Linked DNA regions of Gossypium hirsutum: region 2 is linked to region 1. Evidence: chromatin contacts called from public Hi-C data. All regions are on one chromosome and are shown on one strand. The core of a region is the stretch at or near the end of the contact, and the rest is flanking DNA. Distances in the headings are between cores, read along the strand shown. Region 1 holds the start of LOC107928199 (50S ribosomal protein L22). Region 2 holds the start of LOC107928144 (nuclear transcription factor Y subunit A-10).

Region 1 (5,497 bases), core at 2,162-4,661:
TTTGAAGAAATTGGAAATTTTAAAAAAAGGCCTAGAAAATTGGGCAAGACAAGCACAAAAAAATAGATAGGGGAAAAAGGAATTTTTGACAGCAAAATTATCACAACTGATTGAAGCCGAAATGGACGATATCAGCTTGGCTGAGATGATTGATATGAAGATTCAGCTAAACTTTGAAATCGAAAAAGATGAAAGATACTGGGAACAAAGGGCTAGACTGAACTGGCTGAAACTAAGTGCTAGAAATATAGCTTTTTTCCATAGCCAAGCAAAGCAGAGAATGAGGAAGAATCTAATAAACAAACTACAAAACAATAGCGGATGGGAAACGAACGACCTTTACGAAATGGAAAGTATTGCACGATCCTATTTTCAGAATTTATTCACTTTAGGGAATCAAGAGAACTATGATCATTTGCTTTCAGGAATTGATCAGTGTGTTTCTAAGGAAGATAACAGAAAGCTTACAGAGCAATATATAAAAGAAGAGGTTAGAGAGGCATTGCTTGAAATGCAACCCACGAAGGCACCTAGCGAAGATAGGTTTCCTGCTCTTTTTTATCAGAAATGTTGGCACTTTATTGGAGAGGAGGTTGTTGCTTTTTGATTACACCTCTTGAATGGAGAAATGGAGGTCAGTTTAATTAATTCAACACATATTGTTCTTATCCCAAAAATTATTAATCCTTCTAATATGACACATTTTAAGCCTATTAGTTTATGCAATGTTATTTATAAAATCATGGCTAAGGCTATAGTAAACAGATTTATAGGTGTTATTGATAAATGCATTGACAGCGCACAAAGTGCCTTTGTGCCAGGAAGATTAATCTCAGACAATGTACTGCTAGCCTATGAATTATTGCATACACTTAAACAGAAGAGAATGGGGAAGAAAGGTTATATAACAGTTAAACTGGACATGAGTAAAGCTTATGACAAGGTCGAATGGAGATTTATCAAGGAGATAATGTTGCGGATGAGTTTTGCTAAAAAATGAGTTGTTTCTATTATGAACTGCATGTCTACTGTTTCTCATCAAGTTGTGCTCAATGAAAGTATCGGAGAAACTTTCCGTCCAACAAGGGGGATTCGATAAGGTGACCCATTGAGTTCGGTTCTTTTTTTAATGTGGAGAGGGATTATCTAGCCTCATGAGAATAGCTACAAAAGAAGGAATATTAAAAGGAGTCAAGGCAAGCAAAAGCGATCCACAGGTAACACATTTACTATTCGCAGACGACTGCATCTTATTCGGAGAAACATCAAGAAAATGAGCTTTAACATTTAATGAGATCCTAAGTGAGTATAAACGATGTTCGGGTCACTGTGTGAATTTCGCTAAATCAACTGTTTTCTTTAGTAAAAACACGCTAGAGGAAGAAAGACAATTAGTTGTCAATTTGTTGAGAGTTCAGAGCTCAGATGAGCCAGAACGATATCTAGGTTTGCCAAACATGGTTGGTCGAAAAAAGAAACAATCTTTTTGAGCTTTAAAAGATAGATTGAAACAACGTATTAAAAATTGGAGTATTCAATTTTTATCGCAATGTGGAAAAAATGTATTTATAAAGGCTGTCCTACAAGCCATACCGACATACTCAATGGCTTGCTTTTTACTCCCAAAGCCTCTATGTGAAGAAATGGAGGGTATTGTTGCAAAATATTGGTGGCAAAAGGGTCGTGGAAAAGGGGGTATTCACTGGTGTTCTTGGAAAAACCTTTGCTTTTTGAAAGAAAACGGGGGATGGGTTTTCGAAATCTTAGCCAATTTAATATTGCGTTGTTAGCCAAATAGGATTGGCGATTGATTATCCAAATTCTCTTTTAGCCAGAGTTCTTAAAGCCAAATATTATCCACGTTCTAGTTTTCTAAATGCATAGTTGGAAAACTTACTATCTCTTACCTGAAGGAGCATTTGGGCAGCGAAAGGACTCCTTCTTAAAGGACTAAACTGGAGAGTTGGGAGAGGAAATGCAATATCTATTTAGACTGACCGATGGATACCAAGGATTGAACCTGAGACATGGCATAACAGAGGAGGCAATGGTGAGTTAGATTTAGTATCAGCCCTAATTGACAGCACAACTAAGATGTGGAAAACGGAGACAATTACAACTACCTTCCAAATAGATATCACTCAAAAAATATTGCAGATTCCTCTTGCGAGAACAGATTGTGAGGACATGCAAGTGTGGAAAGGTGACCACTCTGGCGAGTTTTCAGTTCGAAGCGCCTACAAACTATTACAAGAGGCTAGCTTGGATCCTAACAGTTATTTATTACAGGCCGAAATTATGGAATTTACCAAGAAATTATGGAATTTACAACTAACATAAAAAAATTAATACTTATATGGCAGATTTCCTGGAACTATATCTCTTCACTAGCTAATCTTAGATACAAAAGAGTGATCACAAATGCTAGTTGTCTCCGATGCTACTCTGAAGAAGAAGACAACTACCACGTGTTTCGGCAATGTCCTACAAGCATTGATGTATAGATTAGTCTTAGTATGACGTGGGTAACAGAATATGCAGATCAAAATGTATGGACATGGCTCATCTGGGTCTTTGGCAAGGGTGAAAAGGAGCAGATCCGATTATTCTGCTGCGCCTTATGGGTTATTTGGGGCTCGCGGAATCAGATGATCCATGAGAGGAAATTCACATCAAGAAGGGATCTCTCACATAAAATACAGAGCTACTTAATGGAACTTGAAGGAGTGTGAGGAAAAAAGCTTACCCTTACGCGCATTAGAACTCAAGGACAAGACAGAGAGACAATAAGGGAGACGATACAGTTCGATGCAGCCTTTGATACCAGTAATTTCAGATCGGCGTCAGAAATAGTAGATCGGGATCAGAATGGTGTGATTAAAGTCTCAAAGTCGACTCTTCATTCCAACGTTTCATGTCCGTTTGTTGCATAAGCATATGCATGTTTAGAGGCAACCAAGTTAGGCATCAACATGGGTTTAGACTCAGTTACGATTATTGGGGATTCGAAAACAGTTATCAACAAATGCCAAACGACAGTTAGGGATAAATCGATCATTGGAGTGATTATTAAAGATATCCAGAGCAACAAATCTCGCTTTCATGAAATTGTTTTTATGTTCATCCAAAGAACAGATAATCTTCAAGCTCATAATCTAGCAAAAGACACGTTAAAAAAAGGGGAAGAGATGTACCTGGTGAGGGAGACGCTGAACGAAACTGCTCCAGAAGTAAGATGGCCACAAAATCCAAACTGAAGAGAGTTGTTGAAGGCGAAATGAAACGGCAAAGATAGAAAATAAAGAAAATTTCTTGGAAGTTGCTATCCTCTGAACAGACTTGACGTTTTTGAAATGAAGAGTTGGAAATAGTAATGGCGTCTAGGCTGTTTTGATTTGACTGGAAAATGACTGTCGGTTCTTTTTCTATTATTTTCTTTAGGATTAAATTTCTGTTTATTTCATTAGATTGACTTTCAATGGGCTTCTCAATTTAATGTGCAGCCCATGTTTTATTTTTCAGTCCAGCCCAGCACATCTGAGGCATTGTTTTGGGCTGTAGTATTGGTGTTTCTATTCTATTAATAATATCCTAGTCAATTTATTAAAAAAAAACATAATATATTTGACTTTAATTAGAATTAAGTTTTTCAACCTATAAATAGATGTAGTCGAAACTCCTCTTGTAATCATTCGAATTTGACATAGTGAATTTTCTTCTCCTTTGCCCGTGGTTTTTTTTCCAAAAAGGTTTCCACGTAAAAATCTGTGTGTTCTTTATTTTTATTTCTTTTTTCTTTGTGATATATTGTCATTACCAACATTCTACTTTTACAGAAGCCATTGCATGAAAAAGATAATAACTAGAAACATTGAAATAAAATCACATTAAGGTCCTCTGCAGGATTTTAGTAGCTTTGGGAACAATTAAAATCATCCTTTAAAGTCTAAAACTTGTCCCTAGTAGATTTAAAGACGAACCCAACAGTCGTCCTTTAAGACTTTCTATGTGATACATATAACAAAGAAAGATGTTCCCAAATAATAATTGATTTAATAATCACCTTGATCATATATATCCCAAGCCAGAACCAATCTCACTAAGCACACCAATTACCAGGAAAAGGCACCCTTAAGAAGCTCTGTTCCTAAAACATCGAAGTATAGTTCTTAAATTCAAAGAATACCTAATAACATGGCTACTGCCAACTACTAAGTTAATTTATCCCTACTGCCAAATACAAGAACCAAGAATAATGCTCTGCATGTGCTAAAAAAAATCAATGCTTTCCAAAAACTAGAAAATAGAAATCCAACAAAAAGACCCATTTTGTTGAGAGTAGAAATCCAACAACAAAAAAAGAAAACAGGAATAAGCCGAAGTTGAAAGTAAAGAAGCAAGCCTGGTAATTAAGTAAACAAGCAATGGCCGTATGGAGGATGAAAGTGAACGGTCAGCGGTGACTATCATCTAATTTGCCTACCAGTTCTTTCATCTAAGCTGTCATGGCTTCCCAAAACGTTTTCAATTTTCATCTAAGTGATACCTAAATCCATAACTCGGTCCAATAGGATCATGTTGGACTCAAGGATTTAGGGGTGCCATCCCATCCCAATATAGGATCATGTTAGATTCCACCACCAAAATCAAGTTAGATTACCATAAACCATAACTCCATTGTGACTATCAACCACAACATAAATGAATAAATCAAGTCAGGAAATTAGTTAACAGGCTTTACATCTGTGAATCACAGTTGTATTCTTTTCAATTTTACAATTTAGTCCTTATTGTATTTAAAAATCTAAATCCTTTATCTAATTTTGCATTATAAAAAGGTGGAATAACTTTTTTTTACCTTGATTGTTATATACTTCTTAAATGGTAATATTTTTTCTTCAAAGTTTGAGTTATACCTTCAGTCAATGTTAAATTGGATTTTAATATAATTTTTTAAATTAAATTGAAAATAGTTGTTGAAATTCAATTCTGTAGCCAATTTCAGCCTAGGTCCATGAAATAATAAAACCCCAAATAAAAAGGGTCCAATGTTCATTTACATAATAATCCCAATCCTAAAACTACCTGAGCCCAAATTTTAAAACCCTAATAGCCCATTTGCTTAGAAGATTTCAGCAGCAAACCCTAGCTCCCATCTTGTCAGCCGCCGCTTCTCACCAATGGCCAACCATTGGCCACCTTGCGCACTACCACCACCACTCTCCACGCACGCGTCTGGTCCTCCATACCCTGCAAAATGAAACAAACACCAAGACAGAACAGACGACAAGGAGCAATGGCCAGAAACTTAAAAAATGTTGTATAGAAATGGCTATAAAGGCCAAATCCGAATGTAGGAGGAGGGAGGGGGTTCTCATTTTCGGCAACCAAAAAGCAAAAAAAAAGGAGAGAAAAAAGTCAAGCAGCAGCAAGCGAAAGCCCTCACCACCGTCGTTCAACCACCGCCACCGTTGTCGTCCCCTTGCCCCACCACCTG
Region 2 (5,497 bases), core at 1,782-4,281, 140 kb after region 1:
CTTGGCTCGAACTCAATTAAATTAACTCAAAATTCAAAAAAAGAATTCGATTTTTTTGAATCAAATAGAGTTTTGGTCACCCCTATTAATCACACATGACATTTGAAGTTATTCTTAAATAACAAGAATGGCATCTTTTGTAAAAATATGGATACAAAATACTCTTTGTATGCACCATAGTTAGGGCTAACTTCGAGATTCTCTTTGTTTTTGGAAAAAAAAAATTGGGTTAAATACCCCTAAAGTTACTAATCTATTAGTAAGTTTTAAATTTTGATCACTCAATTTTAAAAAAATTATAAAATTATCATTGAATTATTTGAAATTTTTTATTTAAGTTATTGGGTTGTTAAGTTTTAAAAAGAAGTCCAGCTAGAAACTCTAAGAAACGATTCAATGATTGGTACAATGGGTCAATACCCATCGATGAGAAGAAGAACATACCTTAAATCTAAGTCAGTTTCACAGCTAGTATCGGAGATCAGAGAAGAAAACTTTTTGGATTTTGATTCGCAAATTCGTGACGTTCAAAGCTGTTCCATAAAAAAAACTGACCTACGGAAGAGGAATGGAAGGAAAGCTTTCAATTGATGCATGTGGTGCAAACAGAGAAGGCCATGCAACGATGATTTTAACAACCTAGTGACTTAAATGAAAATTCAAAGACCTTTTTGTAACTTCTTGAAGTTGAGTGACCAAAACATAAACATACTAATAAATTAGTGACTTTGGGTATAATTTACCCTTTTTCATTTTACCAATAACTTATTTAATAATTAAAAGATAAATAGCAACTATTGAAAAAACACATGAACAAAATAGAGCTCATTTTAAAAGTATTGCCGAAATTACAAGAATCATATGATTATTATTATTATTTTGAAGAAACAAGATTCATATTATTGCTATTGCCTTAACATTGACTCTTGATTACATTTTTTGTTTTAAAAAGGGAAAATGACTAAAAATGGGTGAAGTCCGTATAGAATTTATACTAAAGAAAATATTTAACATCTTAAAGCTTGTGGTCCTCTTTCTTATTCCTTTGCCTTTTTTTTTCCTAGAATGATTCATGTTTAATATAAATATATATATTCTTAGCATTTTTTAAAAAAACTTTAAGGTAAATTAATTAAGAAGGAATCTTGATGGCATGGAATGGAAGCGTCTCTGCTAAGTGAAGCAAAGAAGCTAGAAAGCCACATACTAACCATATTTCTATTCTTACTATAATTTGTGGCATAGAGAGCAAAGCATAAAGTTCAGAAATTCTTTAAAGCATCCATTTAATAATAAATTTATTAATATTTTGCTTGTAATTATTTGGGTTTGGGAACAACTTTTTATTGTCGGAATCTGTTGAAAGTTGATTATATTATTAATATTTTAAAATTTTTAGTGTAATTTTTCTTGATACAAACAATTACATTATAATCATTAAGTCAGGAATGAGAATGGTTAAATTTTAATTAATTTAATGTTAATTAATTTTAACCCACACAAATTTTACTATTACATTAGCGGTAAAAAAAATTAGTCTCAGGTTACTGCACTTTTCTGTTTATTTGGGAGAGTGTTCGGTCTTTGATGTTGAGCTTTAAGGTATCATGGATGGTTTGATTCTTGTTTCAACAATGTCTTGATTCATACTAATAATTTAGAGGTGGTTAATGCTCTCCAAGATAGACATTTGGCAAATTCTTCCGGAGGATAAATCGAATACTAAAGAATATAGACCAATGGAGTATTAGACACATTTCAAGAAAAATGAATCAGGTGGTCGACTGTATAATCAATATGATTTCTGACAAGACATTTGAAATACAACTCTTTAGGGAAATACTTGAACAATTGGAAACAAGATTACGTGCGGATAATATTAATGGGTTTATAGCTCATTGTGGCTTAGTTTAATGTATCTGAGTTTTTCTTTTCCAAAAAAAAAAAACACTTCTTTCATACCGTTATTTCAATAAGTATGAAGCTTGAATTTGATTTATATATGGAAGATCATTGATAAAAAATTTCTATAAATTTTAAATTAGGATTTATTAATTAAATTTAAAATATGCATTTGTTTATTATATGTGTTAAATTTGAATATTATTATCTAAATTTGAATTTAAATCAATTAACTTATTGGATAAATGTCAAAATTCGTTAAATATTCTAATTTAATAAATTCAAAAAACTAAAATATAAAATATAGAAAGTAAAGTAAATAATGAATGTGAATATCTAAATCTATTATCCACAAAAATAAAGCAAATGTTATTTTAAATTCAAATTGTGTATTAATCAGAGTATTTGTTGAGATTTAAATATTAGTGGTTCAAATTCAGTCATCCTCATCCTCCCTCTTTAATATTATATTGATAAAAAAGTTATTTTATTGTAATAAAGAATTTTTTTAAAAAAAAGTTAATGCTAATTAGTGGACCAAGACATAACTTGTAGGGCATACTTTTCGATACTTTAATCTCCAAAAGTAATTTTCTGCCAACCTTGAAAGTTAAAATTAATGCTGTGACATATCTACCACTTCTTAGCATATCATTTATAATATTCAATTAATTAAGAGATATTATTTCACCATTATAGAAAGAGCTTTTAGATAGGTTAAATTGGTGAACTCCATGTGATGGTTTGATGGTTAATAATGCTCATCATTTTAGATATGGTCTAAATTTGAGTCATACTAATCGCGTTGATTGTTCGGACTTTACCTTATTATTGTAATTCACCCAAAAAAAGATAGTAGCAAACTCTTAAATTTAAAGAAAAAGAATATTACTGTTAATCTAATAAAGCTAGGACATTAGCAACCAAAAGGTTAGATTTTCTTTTTCATTCTCTTGATGATAAACTTGAACCCCAAATATTTAAATTTATCATAAAATACCCGAATTTGTTAGATTTAAAAGATGATATAAAATATATAAAATTATGACCAGAAGGGAAAAGAAAAAAACAAGTTACAAGAGACAGATATAGTATAATTTATGTGCTATAAAGAATGTGAGAATAGGTTTGGTATTATTTATTTAAGGTGAGTGTAGTATTGGTATTCTATTGTATAATAGTACAAAAGAGTTGCATGAAAATTGAAGGTGATTGGTAAGCAGCGTGTAGTTTCCATTACACTTGTATGCTTTTATCAGCCCTCCACCCCATCACCCCTTTCTCTCTCATTCTTTGAACAGTAGCCATCTCTAATTTCTTTTGCTTGAAATTGTGCCGACATGGCTCCTAACAAATGGGGTTTCTCAGCCTCTCTCTTCAACTAACAAATTACTCCTCAACCTGCTCTGTGAGTCTTCTTCTTCTTCTTCTTGTCTGGTTCAGGGTCTGATGATCTTTTATTTTTTTGCTATGGGGTTTTGGCCCCCTTTTGTCTTATCCAATTCTGGGTGCTTTTTGGTTTGTGCACTTGATCTCTTTCGAAGTTGCTTTGGTGGAGCCTTTACATATGTATGGATCAAAAGTTGAGCAAAAGTTTGTGATTTATGTTAATTACATGCTTTGTATTGCAGGAATTAAATATTGATACTTTTCTGGGATCACTTTGAGAGTTTAGAATGGCCATGCAAACTCTGCATGTGAAAGAACATGATGGGATTGTTCATAATCCCATGGGGCAGTTGGCACCAGTACCGTCACAGCCTTGGTGGAGTGCGCTTGGATCTCAGTCATCCATTTATGGGGAATCTTGTGGGCAATTGAAGAATTTGTTGATGGAACATCCCTCTAATGGAGATCATCTCACTTGTACTAAACAAGCTGGGAGAGTCACTGAACAAGGACTGAACAAAGGGAATCCTGCTCACTTCACTATATTCCCTGGTAATCTCTTGCAATTTTTTAGGTTTATATCTTAAAATCAAGTGGGTTTTTTTCCCTATATTGAATTTGCTATAGAGAAATACTTCTATGCCTACGATTGAGAAATTCTTCATTTCTTGGAAGTTGTTTTTGAGCCTTGATTTAAAAAGGAAAGGGTGAAGAAGGTACTATTAGAGTTCATAAATTTGAAATTATCTAGAAAGTTTAGGTTAAATTTTACTATTAATTCTTATAATATGCTTAAGTGCGGATTTAGTCCTTTTATATATATATATATATATTTAATTTTGATCAAATGAGAGTTACTCTTTCTATTTTCAATATCTTATATGTCAAACATATTATAGATGTATAAAGCTATATTAACTTCTTGTTTGGCATATCATACAAAATGCTAGTTAGTGGATTTAACAATTACACTTTAAGTTAAGACTAAAATTTCAAAATTCCAAAAACTATATGCATAATACAATACTAATAATAAAATGTAGCCAAATAAATTTAATTATTAGTGTTTAGATTAAAATTGAATTTTTAAAATTCACAAAATATAAGACTGATAAAATAAAAATAAAAATTAAATCCACATCTTCTTTACAGATTAATAGGAAAATTTAACCTGCATTATGAATATAAAATATATCCATCTCTTTATCACAATTTGGTTAGAGATAAGGCTGTGGTAGGCAAAATATAATTTATGGCTTCTGAAGTCTTTATTATTATTATTATTATTATTATTTTCAATTCTATTTTGTAATGATATAAAGAAATATTATATTTAATTTCAACTTTTCGAGCTTTCTCATGGGCACAACAATGGGAAAAATATATTTTGGGATAATGATTTATATGGCCTTCTAATTTTATAAAAAAAAAGAAGTCATTTTAACATTTTATTTAATTTTTTGTCTTTTTTAGTTTTTACATTTGTGTTTTTTTTAAATTACCCTAAAATGGATGAAAAAATTAATATTTTTTTAACTTTGTTGATGTGACATACACGTGGATTAACATGTAGATAACATGACACCATTTAATTAATTTTTAAAAATTTTAAAAATTAGATAAATTATTTTTTAAAAATAAAAATATTAAAAATATTAAAAATATATAAAAATTTTAGTACTTTTTAAATTTTAAAAATTTAATTAAATGCTGGCATGTCATCTGCGTAGCAATCCACGTGTATGCCCACATCAACAAATTGTACCAATGTTTAACTTTTTCATTTATTTTGGGCGATTTGACAAAAATTCAAGTTTAAGGGCTAAAAGATGCGAATATTAAATAAAGGACTAAAATGATTTTTTATAAAATTAAGGGCCAAAAAAATTATGCCAAATGTTTTCCATGTTTTCACTTTTCTCCTTCAATTTTCCATCATCCACTAATCTTAAAAAACATAAAGGGAACATATGCAGAAATAAATTTACAGTTCTTTTACTTTTGGTGTGTGAATGCCCACTTTTGTCGTTTTAGATAAAGTAGTTAGAACTTAGAAGTAGCCATGATTTCTTGGGATATGAAAACTTAAAGGATAAGGCAACTTAAAGCTTTGAAATGCTTTTTATTTTTTATTTTACATAATTTTGTTTTGTCTAATAATCAATCTTCATGATCATGTAGAAATAAGTGGTTCTTTTCTAGCTTG

What was found. Hi-C and Micro-C count contacts between places; a contact is called where the count stands out from the background.
Region 2: a Hi-C map of leaf shows a contact between it and region 1, with 3 times the contacts expected there. The contact joins the promoter of LOC107928144 here to the promoter of LOC107928199 in region 1. A contact is called at or near these places in 5 of 34 Hi-C or Micro-C datasets (hypocotyl, leaf and petal).

Annotation. Positions count from the first base shown.
Region 1 is chrD01:61,527,037-61,532,533 of Gossypium_hirsutum_v2.1, forward strand. LOC107928199 (50S ribosomal protein L22) reads right to left here and starts at 3,412. Exons shown (of 8, transcript XM_016859378.2): 1 at 3,195-3,412.
Region 2 is chrD01:61,669,876-61,675,372 of Gossypium_hirsutum_v2.1, forward strand. LOC107928144 (nuclear transcription factor Y subunit A-10) reads left to right here and starts at 3,032. Exons shown (of 6, transcript XM_016859331.2): 1 at 3,032-3,310; 2 at 3,534-3,843. The coding sequence starts at 3,579.